Regions from separate parts of the Mus musculus genome. Here region 2 is linked to region 1. The links are chromatin contacts, called in public ChIA-PET maps. All regions are on one chromosome and are shown on one strand. Each heading gives the region's core, a stretch centred on a gene start, on an enhancer-like site or on the middle of the called end of the contact. The rest is flanking DNA. Distances are from core to core; before and after follow the strand shown.

Region 1 (6,511 bases), core at 2,495-4,994:
CAAAAATACCAGGCACGGTGTAAATGCTATCGATGGTGGGGGGAGGGGCTCAGCTGGCTGTTGGAGATTGTTTCTGGTGTTTTGATTTAATAGGGGATCTGTGCGTCCAAACACTAAAGGTCCTTGTCTCTGATATGTTTTTGATCAAACAATAAAGATGTCAACAGCCAGTGGCTGGGAAGAGGGAAACAGGGCGAGACCCTTAGAGTTGTGAGGGCTAAGATGCCATGGGGGGAAGGAGGGGGAGGGGAGGAGAGATCACCATGAAGTTGTGGGATATGGATGGAGGTAAGAGCCACAAGAGATAAAACCAATGAGCCATATAAGAATAAAGTGCCGCTGGCTACTTCCCCAATTGGGCATGGGGTAGCAGGAGAAGGAGTGCCCAGCCTTTGAGGTAGCCAAGGCATTTTAAAATTAACTGGCATATATGTGTGTCTTCCACTTGAAAAACCTGGATAGGTCCTGGGCGGGTGCATGCATGCATGCGTGCATGCATACGATCTGCCGGGAGCCAAAGAGGTGTAGCCCAACTCACTACTACAATATGGCTGTCTGAAGAGGCTGAAGGCTGCAGTCACAAGCCAACAATCACCAGTGCCAGAAGCTGTAGGTACTCAGTCAGGAAAATTCTCCTGTGGTGTCTCCAGAGGGAGCTAGGCCTGCCTATGCCCCGACTGTAGACCCCTGGTCTTCAGAACTGTGTAGAATCTCTATGGTCTTAAACCATCAACTGTGTTGTCACTTCATAGGACAGCTACAGGAAACTTGATTGAACGCTATTGTTCATATATCCATAAAGAGGGAAAGTGGCACACGGAAGGTGGTTTGCCCAGGGCCATGCAGCTCATGTGTGATACGCTGCAGGTGCTCATCCAGACAGTGGGAGATTGAGCTACAAGTCGTGCTTGTATAGCCAGAGTGCCTTCTTCCACCAGGAGATGGAGCATCAACCCTTTGGCCAGGGGCTCTGAACCAGCATTTGCCTCCTGAACTCTGTGGCTGTTCAGGATTGTGTCCCTAGCTTTCCCAACCTGACTCTAGAATGCTCTCCAAGTCAGTGGAGAGGACTGGTGGGGGGGGGGTGCTGTGTAGAAGGATCTAGATAGCAGTGGTGGGAGGGAGGGGACTCATGCAATGGTGACTTTGGCTGGACTTTGACCCTAGCTTTTCTAAGTCTTGGGAATTTCCCAGGTCACAGGGTCTGATGGTTTATGCTAACAAGGTGACTCACATTAGGTCCCCTGGAAAGTTTATACTACATAAAACCAACGATGGAAACTGCCCCGGATGGACGAATCATGTATTGACAGGCATGGACTTTGCCTAGACTCTGGGGCTTAGAGGGCAGAAAGTCTGAGATGGATCTCATGACCCACGCACATCAATGCCACCTGCAGAAAGCAAGCCCAACAGGTGAGGCTTTTATGAGCTTTCTCGGTTGCCAACACTCTGGGTATCATTATAAGACAATGTGCCAGCCATTAGCATGTCCAGAAAGTGGCAAATCCCAGCTCATGGGATAGGACCAGAAAGCTGTGCTTTTGGGATCCTGACTGATTTCAACCAGTATGTACATGCTGTAGAAAAATCATAGTTCTGTGTATAGCACTTTCCTGAGTCCTGTGAGACATTGCTATTAAGCCCAAGCGGGTCATAGGAGGTCCTGAATTTATATTCACTGTGTCAGAAGTGAGTGTCCTAGGAACCCCAATCTTACAGGCTTGAAGCAGTCTGAGTCGGGACCCTGTGAAGTTCTGATCAACTCTGGGAACTCTTGACTTCCCACTAACTTCTCAAGACACTGATGGCCTTCTGACAGTGAAGATGTCAGCATCTCCACTCGGATGGCTTCTTCCATCAGGGCTTCACCATATGCACCTCAGTCCAATATGAGACTGCAGGGCTCAGCACAGTGCCCACCAGCCATCACTGCCCCCTCAGCACTTCTGCTGCCAGCACCAGAAAGAAAAGGCATGGTTTGAAATCTCCCTCCTCCTTTGCTGCTACACTCTCTAACATTCAGACCTTGAATTTTAAGCTACAAGAAAACATCTGTGCAGCCCACGAGCTGTAAAGCCAGATCCCTGTTGCTGGGCTTCCAGTCTGTGGGTCTGAGATCAAGACTCAGAGAACGGCAGGTTGTACAGGTGAGAAAGCCGCACGGAGGTGTGTGGTTAGTCATAGATGGTCCAACCTGTGCCAGCAAGATGGCTCGGCAAGCAAAGACACCTGCCAGCAAGCCTGACAACCGGATTTAATCCCTTGGACTCACGTGGTGGAGGGACGCACAACTCCTCCCAGTTGTCCTCTGACCACACACACACACACACACACACACACACACACACATCATACACAGCATCACGTACCAATAATCCCATTGCTGAGGAGACAGAGGCGAAAGAAACCCTGAGGATGGCTGGACTGCTCTCCAGCTGAATTTGTTGTTTGTTCCAGGTTCAGTGAGAGACACTATCTCAAAAACTAAGGTGGATAGGGATTGAGGAAGACACCTAACGTCAACATCTGGCCTGCTCATACACTCACATGCACAGATGTGCACCCACAAACTCATACAGACACACAGAAAGTGACAAGACAGACGGCGTGGTGTTCACGGTTGATTTAACAGTGCCTATACGGTCATAATTAAGCATCCCCTAGAATACTCGTGAGATTACGGCAAGCGCATAACAACTTTAACAAATCAAGGTTCTAGCGTCCCTTTACAAATCAAAAGCAAGGAAACGTGCTTGCAACCAAGAACACACAAGTGTACGAGTCTCCGAGTGGGGAAGAGAGTGGGGTAGAGAGCAGATGAGATTGGCTGGGAGCTGATCATGGCTGAAGCTCAGAGGAGGCTGCTTGGGACTTGGTTAGACTGTTCTGTTCACTCTACTGCATACATACTTGTCATTTCCACGGCCAAAAAAGAAGACATGAAGGAGAAGGGAAGATTGGGAGAAAATCCACATTTGTATGGTCTTCACATTAGGCATGCAATAAGCCTTGGGCTTTCTATGAGGCCAGTAACCCAAGTGCTAATCCTGGTGTCATTTGTGGTAACACATCTATTACTGTATGTCACTCATCAAGAGATGGCTATATGCCTTCCATCTTTCAGTTAGCATTGTGATCTAAGATAGACGTATAGGCAAGCCACAGCCTCCACTGAGCTCAGCTAAGCACCTGAAGCCGCCTTTTCTATCTCCTGATTTCTGGACTAACCACCCAACGTCTTCTGAGCACACTTGCTGCTAGGTGAGATCTCCAGGCAAAGAAGACTTAGAAATCCATCTCATGAGCACACCTCTACCCTTCCTCTTCCTGTCCTCAGAATAAGGCACCGACCAGCTTTATCTAGACAGACAACAATGGTAGTGGGTCTGGGTTCTTTCTCCCCCCAGTCCCCGGCACTTCCGTTCCCCAGAGACCTCATGGATGGCTCTGGGTCGGCGCACTATTGAAGGAGCTGGAGAGTCCACACTTCTCCCAGGACGCAGGGAGCAGCCATTCTCTGGGTCTATGAGCCACATCCGAAGCAGGGAGTCTCGAGGCAGAGGCACCACCAAAGTTCCTCTGGGTCTGTTTCACCAGAGAATAAACAAAAAATACAGGGGGAGGAAGGACCCGACCAGAAAGGACCAGTCACCTCCGCTTCTCGAGACCTAGGCTGAGGTTAGCGTGTGTCTGTGGTTGAAGAGAAGCAAGCAAATAAATCTGGAGACAGCTGCGGGCAGATCTCATGTGCAATCTGATAGGGATTGGCTGAGCTCTCTCTAAAACAGCGTCTACCACCCTGAGTCACACACCCGGCTGTAAACAAATCACCAAAGGCCACCAAGGCCACAGCACTGAGATACTGGCCTGAAAGGTGGGGGGCACAAGAAAGCAGATGCAGTATTGGCTGTTGGCTCTTATAGCCCCCCCACCCATCCCTGCATACCACCCACCCACTCCCACTATATAAAGGTTGCTTATTCTTCCAGACCACAGCTCATTGTAAGAGATTTTTAGCCTACAAATCCTCAAAACTATTTGCATTCCTTTAGCCCTCAGCAGATGAGCAGTCTGTGTTTATTAATATTACCCTGATTACCCAAATTTATCAGTAAGGAGACAATGACTTGTAATGGCTCTCATAAATACCTTGAGAAGCTCTGCTTTGAACTGGAACCATCTGGTTTACTCAAGTTTATGTTCCTATGTATACAGCAGGCATTGGTTCTAACAGAAGCAGAGGGACATCACGGAACAAGACAGCACACGCAACTGGAAGAAGGGAGCCGAAGTTTTCAAGGCCTTCCATGATAGCTTGAAAAACGAGGCCGACCTCTATCGAGGTTTTTCCTCTCACCCGAGAACACTGCTTGTATGCCTCTACCTACCAACTGCATCCATCAACTGCATCCATGAAACATCTAAATTAGCAAATGCATGCAAGCATGTCTCAAGTATATGAAGTAACTCCTTGCAGGAAAGGTCTCAGGCCATTTGCTGAACAGCCACCACTTTGGGTATGACGCATTTGCAATAGTCTATTATTCAAAGATAAAAATCTATCTACAACTTTCCCAAGCAATGTAATCTATTCTGCTGTGGTGTCTTATGGACAACTCTCACTGGCCAGGCCCCTTGGCACACACTTTTAATCCCACCACTCAACAGGATCTCTGTAAGTTCTAGGCAACCAGAGCTACAAAAAGAAATCCTGTCTCACCCCCCCACCTCTATCGTGCCCCCCCCCCAAAAAAAACTTCCACAGGCCTGAGATGCGGAGGTACTTTCCTGCATATTCTGTGTTTAAGTGACCACAAGTTCCAGAACCAGCACGAAATCTAACCCAGTCCTCCCCGCTTTTCATGAGCTACAAACTCCATGAGGGGACTAATCATTTCTGACAGTTTTGTTTTCCAAAGCTTCTAGCATAAAAGAAACCATGTGCCTAGGCAACCTAAATTCTTGCTACTTAAAACCACAAACTCCCTCTTAATCTCTCTCTCTCTCTCTCTCTCACACACACACACACACACACACACACACATACCTTGAAACCCTACTAAGTTAATGTCTTCAAGTAACACAGGAGTGAAAAAGACATTTCGTTATAAAAGCATACAAAAGTATGTATCTATGGCAACTGATTTTTCTCCGAATCCAAAAAGCACCGTATGCAAAGCCAGGTCCAGAGTTACTTGGCATCTCCACAAAAGGAAGCCAAATCTTTAGCAAAGTCTCTAAACCGGCAGTCCATACAGTAAGTCTGGGCCTTTCCCTTTTGTGACAGCTCTGTCTGGGGTGACGTCACAGGCTTCCTGCAATGGCAGCACAGTGAACTTAGCTTGGGGGAGGGCGGGGCTCCAGATAATGTCCCTGGCCCCTGCTTCCATCCAGTTATGAGTTTAGGCCCTTGGGCAGCCTCACGGCTGTGCCATCAAAGCCCTACACAAAGGAAGGCCGTGAGCCTTTTGGTGAACTTTCTTCAAGTGCATGGGAGAGTTAGAGGTGAGCCCTGACTAGGCATCATGGGCTCCCCTCACCTTCCTCCTAGTTCCAGCTGAACCCAGAGATGCCTGCTCCACATTTCTGCCCAAGCAACTTTCTCCTCTGCCCAGGCCATCAGGCTGCCCTGCCAATCCTTATGCAGCAAGAACATTATTCCACTCATTATTTCTGTCTTCTACACATGCTGATGTTCTAGTATCTTAAATCCTTCTCCAGCTGGGGAGAGGCCGACCACAGTGGAGCTAGCCAGCTCTTGGAGACGGTGAATATCCAACAGGAACGTGCCTTGGATAGCTACAAACCCACAAGGCGCAGAACCAGACTACTGCCCTGATTCAACACGGCCTGCCCACCCCAAAGCAGCATCCCTCTGTGAATCGTCCCAGAGCCAGATGCTAGGCAAACGGGGCTCTCCCCATAGCTTACAAGAATACAGCTCACCAATCCTAACCTGCTCCACCTCCCTTTCTGTCCTGACCCAGAAATTCTGCCACAGGCATAATCTACATCCCTCCCTTTCCGTCTCCTGATCACACTGGTGTCACTCAGGTGGCTCTGCACTGTGCCTCTAAGCCCGTGAGAGAGTTGACTTTACCTTCTCGTATCTCCAGGTCAGGAGAGGCTCATGTACGTGATGCTATGTGTGAGGATGCCCCTATCAGCTCATACTTTTGAATAACTGGTCTCCGGTTAATGGATCTATTAAAGAAGGGTGAGGATGTGTGCCGCTAGGAATGGATTTTGAGGTTTCTAAAGCCCATGCCAGTCCCATTTAGTCTCTCTGCCTCAGAGCTGTTGTACTGGCTAGTTTTGTGTCAAGTCGACACAGCTGGAGTTATCACAGAGAAAGGAGCTTCAGTTGAGGAAATGCCTCCATGAGATCCAACTGTAAGGCATTTTCTCAATTAGTGATCAAGGGGGAAAGGCCCCTTGTGGGTGGGACTATCTCTGGGCTGGTAGTCTTGGTTCTATAAAAGAGCAGGCTGAGCAAGCCAGGGGAGGC
Region 2 (6,446 bases), core at 1,480-3,979, 210 kb after region 1:
TCTTTCATCTTCTTCTTTTTTTTTTTTTAAGGCAAGGTCTCACTGTAGCCCAGGCTGGCCTCAAAGCCAGTGACAGAATGGTAAGATTACAAGTGTGAGCCAAAATGTTCACCTATTAATTAAGTTTCACTAAAAACAAAATTAGCCAAATTAGTTTGCATATTAAATAGCAAAAAAAGAAACCCTACAGGAAGACACAGTTTTAATATTTTGCTATTCTTGATCGCTCAGCTGGAAATATAAAGTATATATGGTAATGTTATTACAAGTCAGAGGTTGCCTTAAATCTTACACTTTCAACATTTGTGAGGCTGATTAACTGCCAGTGCTTTAGAAAACTCTTCACACACACACACACACACACACACACACAATTAAAAAATAGGACATTTTTCAAGGTCTACATATTGGAATACTTATTTTTTCACCTCTCTTCCTGAGCCAGAGCTATACAAGGAGACCCTGTCTAGAAAAAGAAAAAAGAAAACAAGAAAAAAACAAAACAAAACAAAACACACTCCCAAAAGAACCCAGAGTGTTTGGGGCAGACACCGGTGGTCACCACCCTTGGGAGGGAGGGAGGGAGGGAGGGAGGGAGGGGCGTGATGAAGCAGACTTCAAGCACAGCTGGAATACACAAAGTCCTGCCTCAAAAACAGATTTTTGTAATAAGAAAAGATAATTACACAATTTTTCATAAGCTTTAAAAATATATAAGTAATTTTAAGGAATGCCAAAAGAAATATGCAAGCAAAATCATTCCTCTAAGGCCTCTGACAGCTCCCGCATCGCATACTGTGGATATTATTTGCTCTATTTCGTACCCGGTGCTTACATCCTGGGTTCATTTTTGACGTTAAGAGTGATTAGGGGACGGGGGCTATGGCTCCCAGGCAGAGCCCTGGTCTAGCATGTGCAAGCCCTGGGTTCCAGCCCCAGCACTGCTACAGAACGGTAATCTGGAAATGGAAACGTTCTCATTCGTTTCAGGCTAACACTGTGAGAGGCCACTCTGGGACACACGGTGTCACGTTGTCAGGGATACGATACACGAGCCCCATCTGTATCAAAATAAAGGATTTCTGCTTTTCCGTTTCCTGACATAAGAAATCTCTCATTAACTTACCCGCAGAAAATTCAATCAAGCAGAAGATTAGGGGACCAAAATAACAAAATGCTGCACATCACACAGGTCGAAACACACAATCCACATCTAGGCGGCTCTTGCTTTCAGTACCGTGCGCTATACAGCGCAGACATGCACTACCAAGGTCCAGACCCGAGTGAACAAGGAAACCCCAAAGCTTCGTTACCTTTTTCCTCCTCTGAAGAAAGTTCTTCTATTGGTTCCAGTATGTGTGAAGAGAACACTTGCTCTGTCAATGAAGAAGAAAAGGAGTTACACGAATACATTTGTTTGCTTCCAAATAATTTATACAGACATACATAGGTATATACAAGCTACTATATGCACATATCCCCCGATATATTTTGCCTAAATAGCAAAGATCTATTGGGAAATACTAAGGCAATAACTTCTGATTTTATTATTTTAGTTTATTTATTTATTTATTTATTTTTAAAGATAGGGTCTTATATAGCTGAGGCTGGCCTTGAACTCTCTTTATAGTGAGCAGTGACCTTTAACCTTGATCCTGCTTCCACCTCCTACACGGTTGGGTTGTGAGCATGGTCCACCATGCCTGGCTGAGGCGGCAACAACTGGCCACTTTTTCAGGAACTCTCCGATTTCTAGGTATTCTCTATTAACTTCAATTATTTTTAAATTACATATTTCGAGGACTCAAGCCTCTCATGCCTTAATCTCTCGCTGACACATGAGATACAACTTAAAAAGTTCTTTCCCATGAGCCATCTGTTTAAAATACAACAGCAGAGATAAAGCCAAGTAGAAGCCAGACCGTCCGTCCAAGAGGGACGGATTAGAACTTCATAGCACACACCTATGCCTGGCCACCTGCTGGAACTCTTAACTTTTGGCTAGGAGAAGCTGGCAAAGATGAAAAGAGCGAGTAAAACTCGAGTGTGAAGCAAGAGCGGGTAAGCAGTCACACGGAGACACAATCTTACAGATATCCAAGGCCCCAAACTCCAGCTCTGTCTTAGAGAGCCCCCAGGGCGAGGCTACAGGCTGGAGATGAGCCTGGCCTTACAGTAGGGTGAAGTGGAGAGAGCTATCCCATCTCACCCAGGACATGAGTTGGAGACTGGGAAATACGATGCCCGGTTGACTTTTACCAGGGACATGACTTTTATCCATCTGCACAAGGAAATCTGCCAGGAGCTCTATCAAACCAAGCCCCATCCTGGGAAGGGATGAAAGACACATGGGGAAGGTGCTGGGGCAGGGGCCGTGGCGGCATTCGGGATTGAGGCACCGGCAACAGGCAACCATCAAGCTGGCTTACAGGATACACAGCTCACCCACCTGCAGCTCAGAGACCACAGAGCACTTTTCCTCCTGACACTCTTTCACCCGCCTCCCCCCCGTCACCCTAAGCAGTCAAAGAATCTCTAACTATGCTGTATATAAGTGCCAGGCCATCCACCAGGCCATCCACGCTCGAGGTCACACTCCTGTCCCTCACTGTGGGAAGGTTTTCGATCCAAGTCTGACTGGAAAATAAAAGGCTCGCATGCACGATTGCAGGGGCCTCCACAGTTCTTGAGCTCTCACGGGTTTCGTGCAGAGCTGGGGCATAACACCTTCCTACCACAGGAAGCAATAAAAGCTGAGAGTCCCTCTCAGACAAGACAAGCTACAAAGAAGCCTCTGAGACCAGACCAGAGACCATCAGAGCTTTCCAGAAGTCTAGAACAGTCATTTGGAAAAAACTCTAATGTGATGAGTTCCCTGCAGGCCGTGGAGTGTGCTCCAGGTTCCAGGCATTAGCGAGCTGTCGCGCATGCTCCCATGCACCCATGTCCCTCGGTGGAGCTGTTGCCTGAATCATTTCTGCTTCTGTAAGTAGCCAGCTCTTAGGGAAGAACTGTTAGGTCCACAGTTACCAATAGCCCAAGCTGCTCTTTCCAGCCTTGATTCTTTGGACATACTCTGTCCAAGCCACTGTCTCCATAATCCAGCTCTCCAATCCTTCATGCCCAGCATGATCAAGGACATCCAAAGGCTACGCATGTCCACAGAAACACCTCGACAAGTGGAGTCTTGTGCTTAGTCCTCCTTGAATAATCAGAACCAACATCTCCCTCAAGTCTCTTCTGTGTGCTCTGTGCTCAGCTAAGTGATTAGCTGTGCCACTACTATAGTCAGTGTTTGCCTGCTACATATTCTGCCCATTGTCTGCCCTACCTAGAATGCCATTCCAACACATTCATTTTTGCCTCCATGACTCAAATTGCCAGAGACTGACAACCCATATCACCATAGTCTATCTGTTCCCTTGTAATAACACAATGGCAACTATTTGGTTATTTTGTAGACTGCAAATTCCTTAAGGACAGACTTTGTTTCCATTTATTCCTGAGGCTGCTGCACCTGGCCTTGGCCTTGCACATGCAGGTTATGTTAGCATTCTGTCTAAACTCCACCCCATAGTTACCAGGCAACAACCATGTAGGCCTGACCCACTATAAAAGTGGCTGCTTGCCCTCTCCTCCCTCTCTTACTCTTTCTTCCCCCTTGCCCTCTTGGGCTCTTCCCTTCCCCTCTCTCTCCACGTGTTCATGACCATGGCTGGCCTCTACTTATCTACTCTCTCCCTCTCTCTGCCTTTCTCTGCTTCTACTACCCTCTTAACTCTTAAATATCGATTAATTAGCACTTTAGTTCCTGCATGGTTCTGTGTGCATAGGTGTATAAGTGTGTGTGTGTGTGCATGTGTGTGTTCATATGTTCTGTGTATGTACATCTGTGCATATGTCTATGTATGCTGTGTGTGTATGTGCACGGGTATTCATATGTGTGTACAATGTGTGTATGTGTGCGCATATGTTCATGTGTGCTATATGTGTATGTGTGTGCATGCGTGTGTGATGTGTGTGTTTGTATGTATATACATGTATGTGTATGCATGTATGTATTGCATGAATGTGTGCATGTATGTGTGTGCATGTGTGTGTTCTGTATGTGTACATTGTGTGCATATGCTCATGTGTGCTGTGTGTGTATGTGCATGGGTGTTCATGTGTGCATGTGTAAGTTTATGTGTTCATGTGAATGTCACGTGTTTGTATGTATGTGAGTGTGTGTGTACATATGTGTGTGATATGTGTTCATGTGAGTGTGTATGTGTATGTGCACATGTGTGTGCATGTGTAAGCATAGGTGTGAGGGCATGGCATGCATAGGTCGTCAGAGGACAGTTTAGGTCCCAGTCCTCGTCTCCCACCTTGTTTTCATTCAGTCACTTCTTTACTGCTTCGGGCCTTGGGCTGCTGGCCAGGGAGATTCCATGGACTCTCCCATCTCCCAGTTCACCTCAGTAGTGCTGGGATTACAGTGTGGGTTCTGGGGATCCAAACTCCTGTCCCCACACTTGCATGGCAAGTGCTTTATCTACAGAGCCACTTCAGCTACTTCCTTGCTCACGTCTATTCTCTTAAAGGGTTCAAGCCCAAAGCAGAGGACAGTAATTATTAGAGTTTAAACCACTGGTAGATGAGGCAGGAAAAGGTGGCCCTCTTGAGGTTCCTTTGTAAGGTATGGCAGCCGCAGGAAAACACAAAGAGCAGAGGAGGAAAACCTGTAAGAAGTCCAGTTCAATAGGAAAAGAAGAGCCATATCTGCAATAGGAAAAGAGCCATATCTGCAATAGGAAAAGAGCCATATCTGCAATAGGAAAAGAGCCATATCTGCAGACAGCCATCAGTCTACCAGAGCATGAGCGTACTACTCCACTGTCCTGGCCGAGGACCAGTTTCTGGCAGCGTTTTCATCCCTGGGGCTTGGTCCAGTCTGTTGCCCTTGGTTTCTATCTTTTTTCTGCATTTTCCTGACCAATCATTGAGACTGTTTATTTTAAAAAGGTGACTAGCTACCATGCTGAAAGTTATAAAAACAAACTCGCATGCCCTGTGGCGTGTGCTGGTTGGCTGGTCTAGTATCGAGCCACCTTGTTCTTCCTCTGTCCCTACCACTTTCTTCAAGGATCATAAATAAATGAAGTACTGGTGTTAAAACTGCTGTCGGTAAGTCCAGCAACACACATACCCTGTGTGCTTTTTGGCTTTGACGGTATGTCCCTTTTTTTTGGTCACGTTGTCGGTGAAAACAGCAGTTTTAATAACTGCTTTGTAGTTGCTAGTGTTTCCTGTTTTATATAATCGCATGCCCGCTGGCAATCTGGGTTAATGAATTATCTAACTCTGGGTGAAAAATGCACACGGAACATTAAGACTACTGGTGAAACCTACCATGTACCATGGTCAGGCTGGATGCACCATCCAGATTCTGTGTGGCCGAGGCAGTCACTGAAACAGAGCAGAAGAGAAAGCTCACTGGCCCGGTCACTACAGCCTAGGCATCTGACTGTGAGCATGACTGTACACGCTCCAAAAAGATACAGACGACCCACAGGAAGCACACACCTCACACAGCACACACTGCCCTGCTGGCCTCATTAGGTTTTCTTAAGTTGTTCTAAAGTATTACTTGGAGGTTCCAGGGATAAAACCCAGGGCCTTGTGCACGCTCGTTGAGTGCTCTCCCACTGAGCTACAACCTCGAGTCTCTAAAAATAACTTCTCTGAGAAATAATAACTTGTGTATGTGTGTGTGTGTGTGTGTGTGTGTGTGTGTGTATGTACATGCGTGTGTGCCTGTGTGTGCATGCACTTGTGCGTGCAGCTTTCGGTATATGCACAGGGTTGTGACAGCACGATCACTCACTCACCCTCGGAGCACTTCTGTCAGTCTCCTCAGTGGCAATGTGTGTTAGCTCCTTCTCTACCCATCTCTTCAGCCCCTGGCGACAATGATTGTCCCCTGTGTGTCTGTGACTTGGCTTCTTCTGAACATTTCACACATCCAGGACTACACACTATGTTCTGGCTTCTTTCGGTTCGCATGATTTCGCTGTGTGATACATCACCATTGGCGTTACCCGACGGTCAAGTCACAGCCCAGTGTTTAACTAGACCCCAGGTGTCTATTACATGATGGGCATTTGGGTTGTTTTCATCTCGGAAGGAAGCTTTGATCAGTTCCGAAAGATCCTGAGCCTTTCTTCCAGAGTTTCACTGTTCCTAAGAGCCCTTGAAGTGCCTGATCGCACGGCCGTCCCTCCCCCCCTCCCCCCCAAGCCCTCTTAAACAGCTACCTAGTGGTTTATGGTTTCTTCCACTAGTTCACCTTGAGTCCCAATCCTACCTTGAAAGTATTAGTCCTAACCTTGTAGCCTTTAAAGAGTTACACTTTCTTTCTTTAGAATAAATACAATACTGTTCCACTCCTCTCTGTCCATAAA

What was found. ChIA-PET counts read pairs in DNA pulled down with a chosen protein or histone mark.
Region 2: an RNA polymerase II ChIA-PET map of memory CD8 T cells shows a contact between it and region 1, with 38 read pairs. The contact joins two enhancer-like sites. A contact is called at or near these places in 1 of 484 Hi-C or Micro-C datasets (the G1E-ER4 cell line), 1 of 115 datasets of contacts at active chromatin or transcription factors (memory CD8 T cells) and 2 of 9 other capture datasets (adipose tissue and liver).

Annotation. Positions count from the first base shown.
Region 1 is chr14:118,677,532-118,684,042 of GRCm38.p6, forward strand. The region is part of intron 1 of Abcc4 (ATP-binding cassette, sub-family C (CFTR/MRP), member 4); the gene reads right to left. Among named protein-coding and RNA genes, the nearest start is that of Gm41247, 17 kb to the right of the region's middle. Within about 2 kb of position 3,745, at least 46 of the 459 cell types and tissues checked have an H3K27ac peak or open chromatin away from gene starts, as enhancers often do. A contact at or near this core is called in memory CD8 T cells, where this site is marked.
Region 2 is chr14:118,890,457-118,896,902 of GRCm38.p6, forward strand. Dzip1 (DAZ interacting protein 1) reads right to left here. Exons shown (of 22, transcript NM_025943.3): 13 at 5,395-5,451; 14 at 1,314-1,376. Among named protein-coding and RNA genes, the nearest start is that of Dzip1, 32 kb to the right of the region's middle. Within about 2 kb of position 2,730, at least 20 of the 459 cell types and tissues checked have an H3K27ac peak or open chromatin away from gene starts, as enhancers often do. A contact at or near this core is called in memory CD8 T cells, where this site is marked.